2 separate regions of the Mus musculus genome follow, and region 1 is linked to region 2. Evidence: chromatin contacts called from public HiChIP or PLAC-seq data. All regions are on one chromosome and are shown on one strand. Each heading gives the region's core, a stretch centred on a gene start, on an enhancer-like site or on the middle of the called end of the contact. The rest is flanking DNA. Distances are from core to core; before and after follow the strand shown.

The links. HiChIP or PLAC-seq counts read pairs in DNA pulled down with a chosen protein or histone mark.
Region 1: a contact with region 2 is called in an H3K4me3 HiChIP or PLAC-seq map of bone marrow-derived macrophages, with 4 times the contacts expected there. The contact joins the enhancer-like site here to the promoter of Plxdc1 in region 2. A contact is called at or near these places in 1 of 15 datasets of contacts at CTCF or cohesin (CD8 T cells), 2 of 484 Hi-C or Micro-C datasets (memory CD8 T cells and natural killer cells), 25 of 115 datasets of contacts at active chromatin or transcription factors (the 230-238 cell line, CD8 T cells, the HPC-7 cell line and 15 more) and 3 of 9 other capture datasets (adipose tissue, liver and pancreatic islet).

Annotation. Positions count from the first base shown.
Region 1 is chr11:97,823,906-97,828,863 of GRCm38.p6, reverse strand. It overlaps Lasp1 (LIM and SH3 protein 1), which reads right to left. Exons shown (of 7, transcript NM_010688.5): 4 at 3,915-4,022. Among named protein-coding and RNA genes, the nearest start is that of B230217C12Rik, 15 kb to the left of the region's middle. Within about 2 kb of position 3,498, at least 119 of the 459 cell types and tissues checked have an H3K27ac peak or open chromatin away from gene starts, as enhancers often do. A contact at or near this core is called in CD8 T cells, the SCID.adh cell line, adipose tissue and 6 more, where this site is marked.
Region 2 is chr11:97,983,415-97,988,252 of GRCm38.p6, reverse strand. Plxdc1 (plexin domain containing 1) reads left to right here and starts at 1,807. Exons shown (of 14, transcript NM_028199.3): 1 at 1,807-2,015. The coding sequence starts at 1,937. It overlaps n-TCgca55 (a tRNA gene), which reads left to right; the gene lies at 1-7.

The DNA.
Region 1 (4,958 bases), core at 2,249-4,748, 160 kb after region 2:
GTCTGTCTGTCTGTACACCTGGCTGTCTGTCCATCCGTCTGTCCGTCCATCCATCCAAGGTCTCAGAGTGTAGTCTAGGTGACCTTGAATTCTCAGCATCTTTCCTGCCTCAGCCTACAGGGCACTAAATTACAGGTAATTCTCACAATACCTACCCCCCAACTAACTACTATTTATTGATCAGGCCCCAACACTGAAGACTAAAACTAATTTACTGCATAGAATGTGGATTATTTTTAGCTAACAGGAAAGCAAAGGATTCTCACCTGGAGCAAAAGTGTCTGCAGATTTTATGGTTTTACCATCCTGTGGGTCATTAGCCAGTGTGGAACCAGCAAGGCTTGGCCCCACCTTGGCCTCTCTCTGGCCCAGAGGAGTCTCTAGCTACTGATAAACCTGGGATAGGGGCTAAGAGGGTCCCAGAACTAAGGCTCTACAAACCCCTTAGAGCTGGGACAGGAATCGAATATCCTTCCCTTTCCCCTCCCTCCCTCCTTCCTCCCTCTTTCTTTCCTTCTCTCTCTCTCTTTCTTTCTTTTTCTTTAAGGGACTCTGAAGATTAACCCTGAGACCCCATGCCTGTGAGGCAAATGCTCCACCACCCTGAGACACACCTGGTCCTTGATTTGCAAAGTGAGAGAAGAGCTTTATACTGTTGTCTGGTTCACAGGGGGTGCACAAAAGTTGAGGCTGCATGTGTAGACATGTATACTGGAAGGAAGGCTCACACTAAGGGTGCCAGCTAACTCGTTTCTTATCCACTCAAGCCCTCAGCGCTCTGGAGCAAACACAAAGACTGCAAATGGAAGGCTCTTACGCCCATAGCACATGAAGACAGAGTTATAACAAATATGTAATTCCCTCTCTTCCCTCTCCCCTAGAGCTGAGCCTCATGGCTTCCATGCATGCTAAATCCACATTCTGTCACTGGGCTGTACCCCAGGCTCTGCATGACTCTGCTCTATGCAAGTAGCAGATAGCCCTGCCTTGAACACTCCTGATGACACATCACTAACAAAGCACTCGGCACTTCCCGAGCATTCTAGCATCTGTGGGACGGAAGGTGGGAGCCCAGCGTGCCTGGAACAAGACCACATGTCTCTCTCTCACTCTCTTGCCTTACACAGGACTGAGGTAGACTTCACATCCCCAAGCAAAGATGACCACTCCAGGAAAATAGTCACTTAGTTTTCAGCTGCTCTGGCCGGTGAAAGTCCTTTGTCTGAAGTGATTTCTCCAGGGAAGCCAGTCCCCATCTCTAGAAGACAAGTCTGACCTTCAGAATTGACCACTAGTCATTAGGTGCTAAACTGGGAAGAGATGAGCCACGAACAAGGATGCTATTTTGGAACCAAAAATACAGTGTGGCTCTGAACGGCACCTTTCTCAGAGAGGGATGCTGGAGGTTGGCCCAACTAAGCCACAGTTCTGCCTGTGGTTTAAAGTTCCCTCAGGGTTCTGGGACATAGTCATGCCCAGTGTCCTCGGACTTAGGGGTTGGTAAGACCGTATGAGTTTAAGCGATAAGTTTCAGTCGGTACCACAGTAAGCCCCGAGGCAAGCTGATGATGCTGAATGTTAGGCTCCGGTCCAGGGGTGCCAATCTGGAATGCTGGGAGACAGAGGCCTGAGTTTTCATTCAGTGCCCAGATGACAGAAGGGGATCCTTTGTGTATGGAGAAAACTGAACCCATGGGTCCTTGTGGATGCTAAGCCCTCTTCCTTGGAGCTCTGCAGCCCAGCTGACTGTGCGGGACTCTTGACAGAGACAGACCCTGGTCACACTCCCTAAAACCAGGAGAAAGACTTCCGGCTTTTACACCTGCCAGCTCAGGCAGATCCAAAGCACCTCCCCCAGCCTCGAACCAAGGCAATCAGCTAATTGCCTCTCCGAAGAGGCTGATAAGATGCTATCGGTAGTGTAGATACGGTGGCTACTGTAGGCTTTTGTTACCAGAACTCCTCAGGCATTTAATGTGCCCAACGTCGAGTAACAGGGTGCAGGAAGGTAGGTGAAAGAGACTGGGTGTTAGGACACTCGGGAAACCTTCCAAGAAAGTAAGGCAGAGATGGCTAGGGCTACTTCTCTCTTCCAAACTAACCCGGTAAATCAATGAATGAAATGTCCCAAAGGTTGACCGGAAGCGTCTCAAGACACAAAGCCACATGATTCCACCTTTGTGAGCCATCCCAGTTTCCCAATCACCCAAGACCACACCACTTCCCCTCTTTCGATCTGAGGCGCTCCGGGCACACCCTTTTACCCTTTGTGTGATCTGAGGCAGAAAGGAAACGCCAGGGTGTGAGCCAGGCCCAGACTGGAAGAGGGCAAACTGCAGCAGGCTTTCCTGGGGGGCCAAGAAGGGTTTGCAGCCTTCTGAGGCAGGCCCTCCAGCTCAGGAGAAGTCATTCAACAGGCTGTTCATTTTAAACTTCAGCCCAACAACTGGGTTGCAAAGCCCACTTGGTTGGACTGCCCCCAGCATTTTTAATGAAACAAGAGAAAATACTGAATGAACTTTCCAAGTCCCCCCTCCACCCCCACCCCCCCAAAAAGCAGTCACTTATGCTTCCTCTTTGTAGTGCGAGGGAGGGGACTCTGGGCCCTGTGCACGCTCTATCACTAAACTTCAGCCCTCCCTCCTTTAAGAAGTTTTCTTTGTTTCGTGTGCATGGGAAAGAGGGTGTGTGTGCGCATGCGTGTGTTTTATTATAAAGCCCAGGACGGCTTCAACCTCTTGATCGTGCCTCAGCCTCAAGTGGCTTTGAATCCATGACTCTCCTGCCTCAGCCTCCCAAATGTTGGGAGTTACAGGTGTGTGCCACTAAACAAGACAGAGGGCAGAATCAGAGCGTTAACCACCCTGCAAGAGGGTGCTTCTGTGCCGGGTGTTTGGGGGGGGGGGGGGCGGCGCAGACCAGTGAGCTATGAGACTTGTCCAGCGACAGAATGGGGAGAGATGATCCTGGAGGGTGTGTGCAAGGCGAGCCACCTGAATCTGGATCCTGTCTTCCCCATCCTTAGTCCCTCAGCCCAGAATGACACAGGCAAACTGGTAGACCCTTTCCTGTGATAGACACGAGGGTATCGTATCGGCCTGCTTCATCCTTCATTTATAAGGAGTCTGTTGCCAATGACGGGGCATGTTCTATAACTCGGCATTCAGGCTTGTGCCCATGTTCTGTGACGTCACGCCCAGCAGCACCTACCCACATACTCCCAACCCGGCCCCTGCAAACCCGGAGCCATACAAGCTGCTGGTCTGCGGCTATGTAAGGGTGGAACTGAGCGATGATCCCTAACCCCAGCTGCTCTACAGAACCATATAGAGACAGTCACTCCGCCACCCACTCTCCACGCCTATGTCTCACAACCAGACACCAATGACCAGTCCCTGACTGGGCCTGAAAGGGCCTGGAGGGGGTGTAGGGCCTGTGGGCAAAGCCAGCTGGGTTTTCACACAGGAAGGAAGAACAAACTGAGGTGGGAGGCAGTCGAGGGAGGGCGGAAATGACTGCTGTGTTAGCACCCAGAGGCAGACAGGAGGCTCAACCCCCAACCCCAGCTTTGACCCTGGTGCTAAAAACAAGCATCTAATCTGCACTCCGACCCCATCCCCACCATGACCAGGGAACGGGGTCTGCTCCAGAGAATGGAAGGTGACTTAGACACTCTGTATGTGTTTGTGTGTCTATCTGTCTGCCTCTAAAAGAGCAGTCTCTTTAAGGAGGAAATGCCATTTGGGCAGAGTGCCCACCAAAGAGGGAGAACAAAGAAAAGGCTCCCGGGTACCTCAACTCCCTCCCCCTTGCCTCTGATCTGACCACTGCGGCGTGGGCCTTTGCTGAGGTTGTCAGGGAGAGGATGAGAAGGGAGGGCAGAGGGTAGCCTGGGCATCAGGGCAGGGTCTCACATTGCTGATCTGGTCCTGGGTCTTCTTGATTCTCTGCAGCTCAGGCGTGTCTGCCACCACGCTGAAACCTTTGCCCTTATTCTTCTCAAATTCCTCCTTGTAGCGCACCTGGAGGCCAAGAGGAAAAGGAGAGCTTGGGTTCAGGTGGACATGAAGATGAGCTTGCCCGGCCTGAGGCCCCTGGTCAGAAACAAGCCCCCCATACACCCACACGTACACACAATGCAGAAGCCTAAGACAGAAGGTGTCAGAGCAATAATAGCCCCATTAAGTCATATCCAGAGGGCTCTAAAGGGAGGCCACACGTTGAATGCCTATAAAGAAGCAGTATCTTATGAGGGGAAAGATGGCTCAATGGTTACAAATACTAGCTGCTCTTCCAGAGGACCTGCAATAATTACGTAGAACACAAAAGAAAGGAAACAAAGATGGAGTCACTTCGGCTCAAAATCCTGACATCCAAATACACCCAAAGAGAGCATTAGCTGGGCATGGTGGTGCGAGCAGTGGTAGTGAACATGGACGTGATGGCTTGCTGTGCACCAACTGGGTTTGCATAGGACTTACAATCTGCTCGTGCCAACTCTACCCACTCACTGTCTGGGAGTGAACTGTCTCTAGATAGCTGCGGCATTGGCTTGGAGCTAGATTGTTAGTTTCGTTCACGTTTCTTTCCTTCTTCTTAAAGTGGGGCATATGAACAAACTGGACATTCAAAACAGACACCAGACTGCCCACCTCTCTGTGACACGTAACGCAGGTCCAATCCCTAGCGCCATGAGGCAACTCACAGTCATCTGTAACTCCAGCTCTAGAAGGTCTGAAGCCCTCTTAGAGTCTCTGAGGGAGCCAAAATAAAGTTTTGAGTAAAAAGGTCATTTCTGGGCTGGAGAGATGGGTCAACTTGGTTAAGAGCACTGACTGCTCTTCCAGAGGTCCTGAGTTCAATTCCCAGCAACCACACTGTGACTCACAACCACCTGTAATGAGATCTGATGCCCTCTTTTGATGTGTCTGAGAACAGCTACAGTGTACTCACATACA
Region 2 (4,838 bases), core at 558-3,057:
GCCCCCTAGCAGGCTCACTCTTTTCTTTGGAAGACCTTATTACGTCCCGCATATTTTTATGGCAATATTTCCATCGCCAACTCCCAAACAGTCAGGGAGCGGGGACGGTGGTAAGGAACTGGGAATTTTCAGGGCAGTGGCTCTCCGAATGTGACTAGCACCACGGGACTTGGGCTCGTGCTAGACATGAAGATTCTTGGCCTCCTCTCTGACCCAGTGAACTATCCCTGGGTGGGGCTAGAAATATGCGTTCTGAGAAGTACTTCCCGTGCATGCTCAAGTTCTAGAGGCTTACGGTTAGAAACTTGTCCACGCCATTTGCTTCTAATATTTCCAAGTTGTTGCTTTTGCCTGAGCCCCAATACAAGACTTTATGGAGAACGGGCACCGAGACTGACCGCGCACGACGACACCAGAATTGAGGCTGGAGGTCCATCTTGGAACACTATAGAGGCCCTTCGCGGCGCCTGCGCGGGCAGTCTCTTAACTCTTCAAGAGATCAGCTAAACGGCAGCCCCGTGGCTCATCACGGGTCCACTGGGTGGCGGTAGGAGGCCACATCTGGAAGGGACGGTTTCTTCGATACCCCAGAGGCTGTCCTGGGAGAATTCAGGCAAGGAATTAGAAAGTCAATGGCTGGCTAGGTTTGGTGGGCTCACCTCTGTAATCCCTTCAATAAACTGAAGAGTGATCGTGAGTTCGAAACCAACCTGGTCGACGGCGTTAGTCCTTACCTGGAAAACTAACAAAAGTCCCTTTGGTTGCGGGGCTTGCCTTGGCTCATAGTATTACATAATATTATATTGAGGTCTTGGGGAGACCACCTCTAGGTTTTTGGACCCAGAGGAGAGTGACACTGGGATTCATTTCCTTTCTTGGTCCTTCTTTTGACCTCAGTGCCAGGCCACTCACCTACTTAAGCCCACACTCTACTTCTGTCCCCAGCTGCAGCCTTCTTCTGGGGATAAGTCCCAGGAAGCAGTCTCTGCACCCTTTCTTTCCGCACTCTCCAGGTCCCCTACACAGAGGAAGCCAGGGGCCCCTCAGTCCTCTCCACTCTCTAGGCCCCAGTTCTTCTCCTTCCCATGAAGTAGGTCACAGGCACCTTCGTGCCTTGACCTGATTCCATGCCGTCTATTAAATCTCCTAAATTGCGGGTATTTTTATTCCATACTTGAAGGGGGTGGGGTGGGGGGGAAGTGCCCTATTCCCAGAGTCCGGTAAAGTGTGGTGGCAGTGGGCGCCACTTCTGGCTCTGGGTCTATCTTGGACTGATCTGGCCTTTCTGTGGAAGGGGCACCGAGCTGTTTCAAAGTGGGAATGTGCCAGTCTCGAGCACCTACATGTCTGCTGGACGGGAGGGGGGTGTGGGTGTGGGATGGAATGGGGTGGGGTCGGTGCTGGAGATGGGCTGTGAAGCAGTCAACTGGGGAGACGCAATTCGTGCCTCTTCTGGGGTAGAAGCTGGGGGGCGGGGGGGGGGGGCGCGGTTCGACTGCGGGAGATTCCTGGTGCGTGTCTGTGTGTGCACTTATGTAGAACACCAGGAAGCCACAGAAGTACAAGGACTAGCTCAGAAAGTCGCATGCTCTTGGGATGGGTGGTGGGAGCCAACGGCCCAAGTAGGGGCGCTTCCTGGGGCCCTTCACCTCGGCCTTTTACTTAGGTTTCTGGGGCAGCGGGGTTCTCTCGGTAACCAGAGATGTCCCGGCGCGGTCCCGGGTCCCGTGGGGTGCGGCGCGGAGCTCCGGGAGGCGGGGACCCCAGCGTTGCGCCCCGCCCTCTGGGTTCTCCCGCCCGCGCTCCCCAAGGCCGCAGCGCCGTGCTTCGCTCGCCCTGCCCGCTCCGCTCCCGCTCCCCGCTCGCCCAGCCCGGGGCTGCTCCCTCTGCAGCCGCCGCCGCCGCCGCGCAGACCCGGAGGTCGTCCGCGCCCACCATGCGAGCTCAGCTCTGGTTGCTGCAGTTGCTGCTACTCCGCGGGGCCGCGCGCGCGCTCAGTCCCGCAACACCCGCAGGTAGGACGCGCGGCCAGGGCAGGTGCAGACCCGCCAGCGGGACCTGGGTCCTGTCCTCAGGACGCCAGGGATAGGGGACAAGGACCCTACTTTCTCTGTGTGCGCACAGAGGGTGCGCACCTCCTACTGCTGTCGGAAGGACGTGGAGGGACCCAGGCCGGGGTCTCCAGAATAGTCACAGGGACCGGCGATCATTTCAGAGAGGCGTTTGCTTTTCTTTTCCATGCTCTTCCCTGCTGCCTCTCTCAGCTGCTCTAGGTGGGGTCCCAGTTGGGCTTGTGACTGCGTGGGAGTCGCCGGAGGATGGGAGACATCCTGGCACCAGCCTGGCCGTCTAACTTGCTTCCCCTACCTATTGCGTACTGGTGGAGAGGCAGGGACCCCAGGAAAAAGCAGCCAGCTGCTCCCCGATCTCCCAGGGTCAAGGGTTCCCTTCTCCCCCCTGCTAGGTTCTGCTCGGTTCTCAGTTGCACAGGCTGAGCATGGAGGTAAGGGGGTGAGGGTGGAGGAGGAGCTTCCATTCTGCACACTCCTCTTTCCTCTAGACCAGTTTCTCAAGCCATTTCTTCCTCTTGAGGTCCTTTCAGGGATCTACTTTGAATCCCTCACGTTATCAAGAAAGGCCGTTTTTAAAAATATATATGGTTTAGTTTCTGCACCCAGGCTTTCTCGGGGAGGTGGGGGCTGGGAATAAGGGTGATTTCACAAGCTCCTTAAAAGGGAAGTGAGTGTCCCACTTGCTGTTGTGTCAGCATAGTGCCTAACTGTGTTCTTGACTTTGATGGTCACGGTAGGTAGGTAGTCCAAATGAATCTGGGTTGGGATGAGATGGTATGAGTGGAGGATGCTGGTGGTGACTGCGGGGGTAGAGGACAGAGAAGTCACATGTCCAGAGACTAGTGTGGACCCATCGGTGTCCATGGTGGCTCCCACAGAAGGTAGCTGAGCACTTAGCTTTTAGTTCTGTTGTCTCACTTGCTGTGTGACCTTGGGCGAGTTACTTACCCAAGTTACTTTCTCTGGGCTCAGTTTTTGATGTATAAAAAGAGGTTCTTGACTAAATCTTTGGCTCTTGAAGGTGGAGTTATGAAAGATTATTTTTCCCCCTTAAGATATTCTTTACTTCTCGGACAGGTACAGGCAACTGATAATTTATCTTAAAATGGTAACTAGAAAGGGACTGAGTGGGTTAAGTCCCGAGTCCTTTTCAGCCTTAGGCTGGTGTGTTTCCTGAACTCAGATATGGCTGGGTTGATGAGGGATTTGGGCCGAGGAGAGGGTTGAGGAAGGGAGCTGGCTACATCAGGGGACCCAGAGACAAGTGTCACTTTTGTAAGTACAGACTACTTAGCCGTCTCTGCTTTTAGATTCATCTGGAAGACATCGGGCATCTGCAGCAAGTGAGATTGAGGTTAGACCCTAGGAAGCTGTAAAAAGCCGTCAGGGCAATTGTTGACTCATCCCAGGTTGGGCTGGGTTTGGTAGTAAGGTTTTGTAGAGGCCATCTGAGGATGTGGGGGAATGGGGAAGGCTGGGAGGGGTCCTTCATGGAGACTGGCTGCTTGCTCTGTATGATAGAGCCCCTGAGGTCAATGAGGGGGTGGGAGTGGGGGACCCAAGGAGGCCTAGCTCCACCTGGGGCAATGGTGTCCCCATCAGGGCTGGTGTTCCTCCATCCCTACAGTCTTGTTCCCATCATCATCCTTACAAGGGACACAGGAGGCATCGATGACCTGAAGAAGGAAGGAGTCTACTGAGGAGAGCCCAGAAGCAGCCTGTAGTCAGGCAGAGAGGAAGATGGCCTCCAGGCCCAGGAAGGGGTCACTGATGGTCTGGTCCCAGAGAAACCAAAGACATCCAGGATACACACAGAAGGGAGAATCTTTCAGGCAGCCATTTTGGAAACTCACAAGCAATCCCTGCAGTCACCTATGTTCTGAGCCAAGGTTGCTTGTCTCTAGAGTCAGGGCCAAACAGATGTTTTGTAACCCAACCAACCTTAATCTGCTTTCAGTTTCCTCCTTGCCCACCAGGGGCCTCCCAATAAACTAATATACTGTTGACTAAAATTCAGATTCCTCACAATGGTTTCTGGGATTGCTGCTCTTCCTGTCAGCTGCAGGCTTCCCTCCTCAGAGAGATCTACCCTGCTGGGAGGGCCTGGGCAACCACCATACTGTCCTGGTTCACTGGGCTGTGTCTACGGGAAGACATGCAGAGTGTTTGTGCTCAGGACCATGCCCTCCTGTCACTGAGAACTCCTCCACACCCCCACCCCCATCCCCCACACCCCCACCTTGTGTGGAAATCTGCTTAATAAATGTGTGTGGGAAAGCTGGGCACGGTGGGCCACACTGAGAGCAAGGCCACTTGGAGGAAAAAGGATCTCATGTTCAAGGTCATCTTCGGCTACATAGTGAGTTCAAGGCCAGCCTCCTACACAAAGCAGCCAGGTGACCCTGTTTAAACAAAACTGAACCCTTGGGGTAATCCTCAGAAAGCAGAGCCCCATCCCCCACCTCACCCCACCCCACCCCTTCTGCTACTTTGTGTCCCTTTTTCTTGTGCACCCTTTTAATCTCCAAGGTGAAGGGCAGGGTCTCACCAGGAGGGGCTTTATATCAGGAGGTGGGATTTGTTAGGCCTGGGACAACCTTGTGTGACCTTGTATGAAGCAAAGACCAGGACTTGGAGGCACAGTGTCATGTAGCCCCGGCTGGCTTTGAACTCACTTGTAACTGAGGATGGCCCTGACTTTCTGCCTCCACCCGACAGCACTGGGTAATGGGATTCCAGGCGTAACGCCATCATGTCATGTTAATA